Linked DNA regions of Oryza sativa: region 1 is linked to region 2. Evidence: chromatin contacts called from public HiCAR-type data. All regions are on one chromosome and are shown on one strand. Each heading gives the region's core, a stretch centred on a gene start, on an enhancer-like site or on the middle of the called end of the contact. The rest is flanking DNA. Distances are from core to core; before and after follow the strand shown.

Region 1 (3,013 bases), core at 145-2,644, 110 kb before region 2:
GGATTAACAACAGCTCTGAATTGACGTATACATATAAGAAAAAGCAATCATGCTGAATATTAGATCACCAAGCTTTCCTATCAAAATTGACATAGCACATCTATATCGAGATTGTATCCTTTTGTCTAAGGGCTAACTACAAGTTCAATGCATAATGATCCGCATGACTGATCTTCGAAACAAATTCTACCACACATTAGCCTATTACAATCAAGTTTGATGATATATCCAAGAACAAGCATCTCATGCTAAGTTACTATGCGACAACCATCCTAACAATATATGAACAATTGCGTGAAACGGAAGCGATTCTCACCTCAGCCTCGACAACCATCTGGTCGACATAGCTGCGGAGCTTGTTGGCGCGGAGCGCCTCGGTGAAGAACCTGAACTGCTCCTGCCTGACGGAGTAGTCGACGTCGAAGACGACGCCGGGGCCGAAGGTGGGCACGTTGAACTTGTAGACCTCCTGCTGGCTCATCTCGGCCTCGTTCCCCTTGAAGAAGTGCGCCGACACCTCGGGGCCGATGAGGAAGGTGATCTTGCGGCTGAGGATGGGGACGGTGAAGACGCTGCCGAGGCGGGCGTACTCCTCCCGGATCATCGGGATCGGCCCCCGCATGAAGCGGAGCAGCCCGCCCACCAGCGGCGCCGCCGGGATGGTCGGCGGGAGGCGCTTCTTGCCGCCGCCGGCGGAGCTCAGCAGCAGCTTGATGAAGGCGAGGGTGGCCACCAGCAGCGCCGCGCCGGCGATGAGCCGGTGGTTTGGGTCGGCGAGATCCATCATCTTCGTCGTCGTCTGCTCGACCAATTGCCATCGATTAGATCAGGGATAATACAGATTAATCAAGATGACACATACGAAAAAGAAAAAAAAACAAGATTCCAAAGCCTCGTTCGCATCGAAGACACTCTAGGAAAGAAAAAGAACACAAATGCAGCATCAAAAACAGTGGAAAAAAATACAATTGTTCTTCCACACTCATCTTTCCACATGACAAACAAAAGTCACTTTTTGAAAGAAAAAAAAGAAAAGAAAATCTCTAGATCGGAGAGAACAGCGCCGGAAATTCTCTGGTTTTTGGCCATGTGCCGCGCCCGGGACATATGATAGAGAACAAAAAAAAGAAAAGAAAAAGGAAATCAAGAAACGCAGTAGGATGATGAGATCCGATCTTGGATGGAGCATACCTTCTCCCTGCTGCTGCGGGTGTGGGGGGGGGGGTGGAGGGGAGTGTGGAGTGGAAGTATAGACTGGAGAGGGGTTTATATAAAGGAAAGCAGCAAAGATTCCTCCGAGGAGAGGTGGTGGTGGGAATGAGGAGGGGTTTACTGCGGGCGGAGATGGGAAACCGGGGCGGCAGAGATTTGCAGAGGAGAGGAGAAGGGAGGATGCGCGGCCGGGGAAGGAGGAGGGGATTTTGGGGGGGCCCCACCTGGCTGTGACGCTAGCTGGCGACCACGTGTGTTTGCACGAGCACACGACGTCCACATGTGCAATGGTGGGTGTGGGTGTGTCATGGGCGGGGGATCGTGAGTGGAGCCGGGAGCCGTAGAGGAGGGTCGCTCTCTCGCCGGCCGCCGATGGCGAGGGGGGTTTTGCCGGCGGGCCACGCCAGCTGCGGGTGAGCGAGGCAGGCACGGGACTTGAGGATCATTAATAACACTCAGACAAAATAACACTGACACCGTGTTTAGTTGCAAATTTTTTTTTCAAACTTTCAACTTTTCCATCACATCAAAACTTTCCTATAAACATGAACTTCCAACTTTTCTATCACATCAAAACTTTTCTACAAACATAAACTTTCAACTTTTCCATCACATCGTTCCAAGTTCAACCAAACTTCCAATTTTAGCGTGTACTAAACACACCCTCATGCAGGTGCGCGAGTTAGACAATTAGACTCACCCTCTAAATAATCTAGTCAATTTAATAGCTAATATATATAATAATTTTTAATAAATATAATAGTTACCTCTCAACCACGTATACTATAATATTAATATCTGATCTCACCTATCATACACATTGTATCTTATAGTCTATGGTCCCATTGATCTTCTCTCTTATTTTTTTATCTTCTTGATACATGTTTATAGCTTGGCTTATAGTGTGCTATTGTACATGCTCTAAACAGTACTCCCTCCGTCACAAAATAATACTTCATCTATTACAAAATAAATTAATCTTAGTACGAGACATAGCCTAATACTAAATCTAGACAGGAACATGAGTCAAATCCTATTATAGGTTAATTTATTTTACGAGGGAGTACATTTTTATGCTCTTTAAAATATCATATAATAATATTTTTGTTTAACAAAATTAAAAATAATTTACCGTGCGTTAATGATTTTGTTGTTTTGCGTCTAACGGGACGACAGTGTCACTATCGACAAACGTGGTTATAGCACAAGTCATGTTCATCAATTAATCATACTACAGTACTACTAGTACCGGTACTAGTACGTGTACGTGTTTCAGTTATTGGTGCACGGTTGCTGCAATAGTACGTTAACGTGAAGATGTACGTCTAGTTGTATAGCCTAATTTCGTGGTTTTAGCTATAGGACATCGTTTGAAGTGATTTTTGGCAGAATACACTATGTAAATGTAATAATTTTTTAGGAGACACCACATCCATTATTTTAATGTTTTCGTACTGACGACCTAGATGGTGCCCACTTTTTAGGTGGCATGATCGAATTGTGTTTGTATGTTTTGTTTAGGATAACTGGCTCTGTGCATGGAGAGAATGTACTCCTTGATAAGCTCATCCATATTAGAGGTGGAGCTACTATGAGCGAAGTCGTACTTGACGCTAGCGGTAGTGGAGGCGATGAGGGAGGCAAACCTTCCTCCCTACGTAAACGAGGCGCAGGTCGCGGCTGTCCTCGTGGTCGGCAAGAGGTGGGCGAGCACGGTGCCCTTCATATCATTCAACGCCGAGTATATGCCGAGTGCATCAATACGGTTCTTGAGTCGGTGACTCTCACAAAGAAGTGGATC
Region 2 (2,874 bases), core at 291-2,790:
TTTATTTTCATCACATCTCAAGTTCGAACTCAAATTTGCGATGAATAGTAAGAGACGTTATGCACATAAAATGTGATTTTTTTTTCTCTCAGATAAAATTGAGTTTGGACTTGAGATTTGGTAAAAATATACTTCATGCTTAAACCTGTCTCTAATAATTTTACTAAACATTTAGGTATGGTTCTCACTAGATACTTCCCGATGATTAAAACCCTTAAAATCAACTTCAAATCAAATTTTATTTTTTCAAAAATTGGTTATGCATTATAAGCCAGCAAGCAAATGCTGGAGCTCATGTTCTATCTAGCACATTTTTGGATTCAAAATATCTTAAAACCGAGTATTCCTAACTTCACTAATTCTATATCATCATTGTTTTTTTAAGACTCCCATTGTTTGGTTGTGTTTTTAGATAATAAAAGCCGTTAAATCCTGGAAAATTCGCTCCCATGGGAAGTCGAAACCAGAACCTAAGGTACTTTTGAGGCTCTAAAAGCCGTTTTTTTTTGGTTGTTAGCTTAGGTAAAACTTAAATTTTTGAAAACTTAACTTTATTGTTGACTCTAAATTTTTCATTTTTTATTTTTTCAAAATTCACTTTTAAACCATTAATAATACAAACATTCAAATATAAATTATTGATTATTGTTTCATTTATTTTTCTACATCCTTTTGATCTTACATTGGTTAGTCCCAAAATAATTCCAATCCTAGGAATCAATCTAAATATATGTTTTGTCGAAATTTATTTTTAGGTTGGATTTATTTTGGAATAGAGTAAGTAGATATCACTGTCCTTGTATATATCCTTAATAATAAAAGTATCCGAAAGTATTATGGTCCTGTTTAGTTCCCAAATTTTTTTCCCAAAAACATTACATCAAATCTTTGGACAGATGCATGAAACATAAATATAGATAAATGAAAAAAATAATTGTATAGTTAGGGAGGAAATCGCAAGACGAATCTTTTAAGCCTAATTAGTCCATGATTAGCCATAAGTGCTACAGTAACCCACATGTATTAATGATGGATTAATTAGGCTTAAAAGATTCATCTCGCGGTTTCCAGGCGAGTTATGAAATTATTTATTTTTATTCGTGTTAAAAAAACCTTTCCGATATTCGGTTAAACATCCGATGTGACATCTACAATTTTTTTTATGACTAAACAGACCCTATGTTCTCTTTCCCACTGCTCTAAAAAAAAATAGTAGTAGACAGGAGAATAGTACAGCCGTATACAACGGCATTAAAGAATCACGAAAATGCCATCGAGGGGACACACCCCGGATCCACCCCCAACACGAATATTTATTGCACCTACCCCCTTGTCTGCGGGAGCGAGACAGCCCAAGCCCAACCCCCCAACCCACCCAAACCCAAACCCACCCACCCAGCCCAGCCCAGCCCCCATCCCGGTGAAATTATTGCACCCCCTCTGCTTCTTCTTCCTCCCGCCCGCGGTAACCTCACCGCCAACACACACCCACCTCCCCCCCCCCCGCCTTAAAGCTCACACAATTGCTGTGCCAATACTGTTTTTTTTTTCTTCTTTTTTCTCGCTTAAATTCACCCAGTAAAAAAAAAATTTAAAACAAAAGAGAGGAGAGGAGAGGAAGAAGAGGAGGTGGTGGAGGAGGAGGAGGAGAAGCTGCTTGTGCTGCTGCTGCGAATCGGAGGGGAATTCGAGGGGGCGGGGGGCGCGAATCCGGCGGGGGAATTCGCGCGATTCGGGCGTGGCCGCGGGGGATGTGAAGATCTGGTGGGGTGATGGCGACGGCGGAGGTCGGCGGCGGCGGCGGTGAGGGGGATGCTGCTGCCGCGGCGGTGGCGCGAGGTGAGCTCCTCTCGGTGGTGGGTGGGCGTGTGTGGGTTTGCGCGTGGGTTTTTTGTGGGCTGGCTTGTGATGCCGGCTTTTGGGCTTTGGGCTTGCAGCAGGCGGCGGCGGCGGAGGAGGAGGAGGAGGAGGGGAGGACGCGCTGTTCACGGAGCTGTGGAGCGCGTGCGCGGGGCCGCTGGTGACGGTGCCGAGGGTTGGGGAGAAGGTGTTCTACTTCCCGCAGGGGCACATCGAGCAGGTGAGTCCGAGTCCGAGCTCGAGGTCGAGCAGAGCGCGCGCCGCCCAATTCGGGCGCGGGGTGGTGGCGGTGGCGGCGGCCGCCTTTCTCGCCTCTCCGCGATTCCCCGCTTTTTATTAGAGAGTTTATTAGTTCCATTTCGATTTCTCTTCCTGGTCCTTTTCCGCCGTTTGATTTTGAGAGTTTTTTTGGTTTTCAACTCTCTTTTCTCTCTCTTCGTGTTTCTGTTGATCCGAGTGGCGTCTTCGGGTTTGAGCTGTTTTGAAGCCACTCGTTTTTTTTCTTCTTGACTTGTTCAAATGCTTGAGGTTTTGGTGTTTATGCGTCCTAGCGGCGATGGGAATCTTTTAAGATAAATTTTGGGGGGAATTTGTCTGTGCCGTTGGCGAATTTCGCTTTCTTGAGTTTGTGTCGTGGAATTTTGGCGGGTTTTGAGCATTTTTGGTGATGCGGTTTTGGGGTTTACGTTTTGCCTCTCTAAAATTCGAAGTTTTTTCCAAGTTTTTTCGGTTATACTGTATGCAATTCTCTGGTTCGAACTAAGTTTCCGAGTTGTCGCAGTTGCTGAGTGTGAGATTGGAACTATTTGAATGGGGAATTCTGTAGTTTTTGTGCCGGATCGCTTCGCCTATGAGTCGAATTCGGCTTCTTGGTTGCCAAAATTCGGAATTCTGTGTTTTACTTCGCAAAAGAAAAAAAAACTGGGGATTTTCGTGCTTGGTACTGAACTAGTGATAATTTGTTCTTCCTGCATTCTTGCAAATGTATTTTTTTTCTTGGCTGGAATCAGTGTT

Evidence for each region. HiCAR-type assays count read pairs that join an accessible place to other places.
Region 1: a contact with region 2 is called in a HiCAR-type map of leaf, with 2.2 times the contacts expected there. The contact joins the promoter of LOC4350614 here to the promoter of LOC4350610 in region 2. A contact is called at or near these places in 1 of 15 Hi-C or Micro-C datasets (panicle) and 1 of 4 datasets of contacts at active chromatin or transcription factors (leaf).

The regions. Positions count from the first base shown.
Region 1 is chr11:20,992,114-20,995,126 of ASM3414082v1, reverse strand. It overlaps LOC4350614 (obtusifoliol 14-alpha demethylase), which reads right to left and starts at 1,394. Exons shown (of 3, transcript XM_015761946.3): 1 at 1,192-1,394; 2 at 317-799. The coding sequence starts at 787.
Region 2 is chr11:20,884,532-20,887,405 of ASM3414082v1, reverse strand. LOC4350610 (auxin response factor 23-like) reads left to right here and starts at 1,540. Exons shown (of 15, transcript NM_001404466.1): 1 at 1,540-1,839; 2 at 1,941-2,080. The coding sequence starts at 1,773.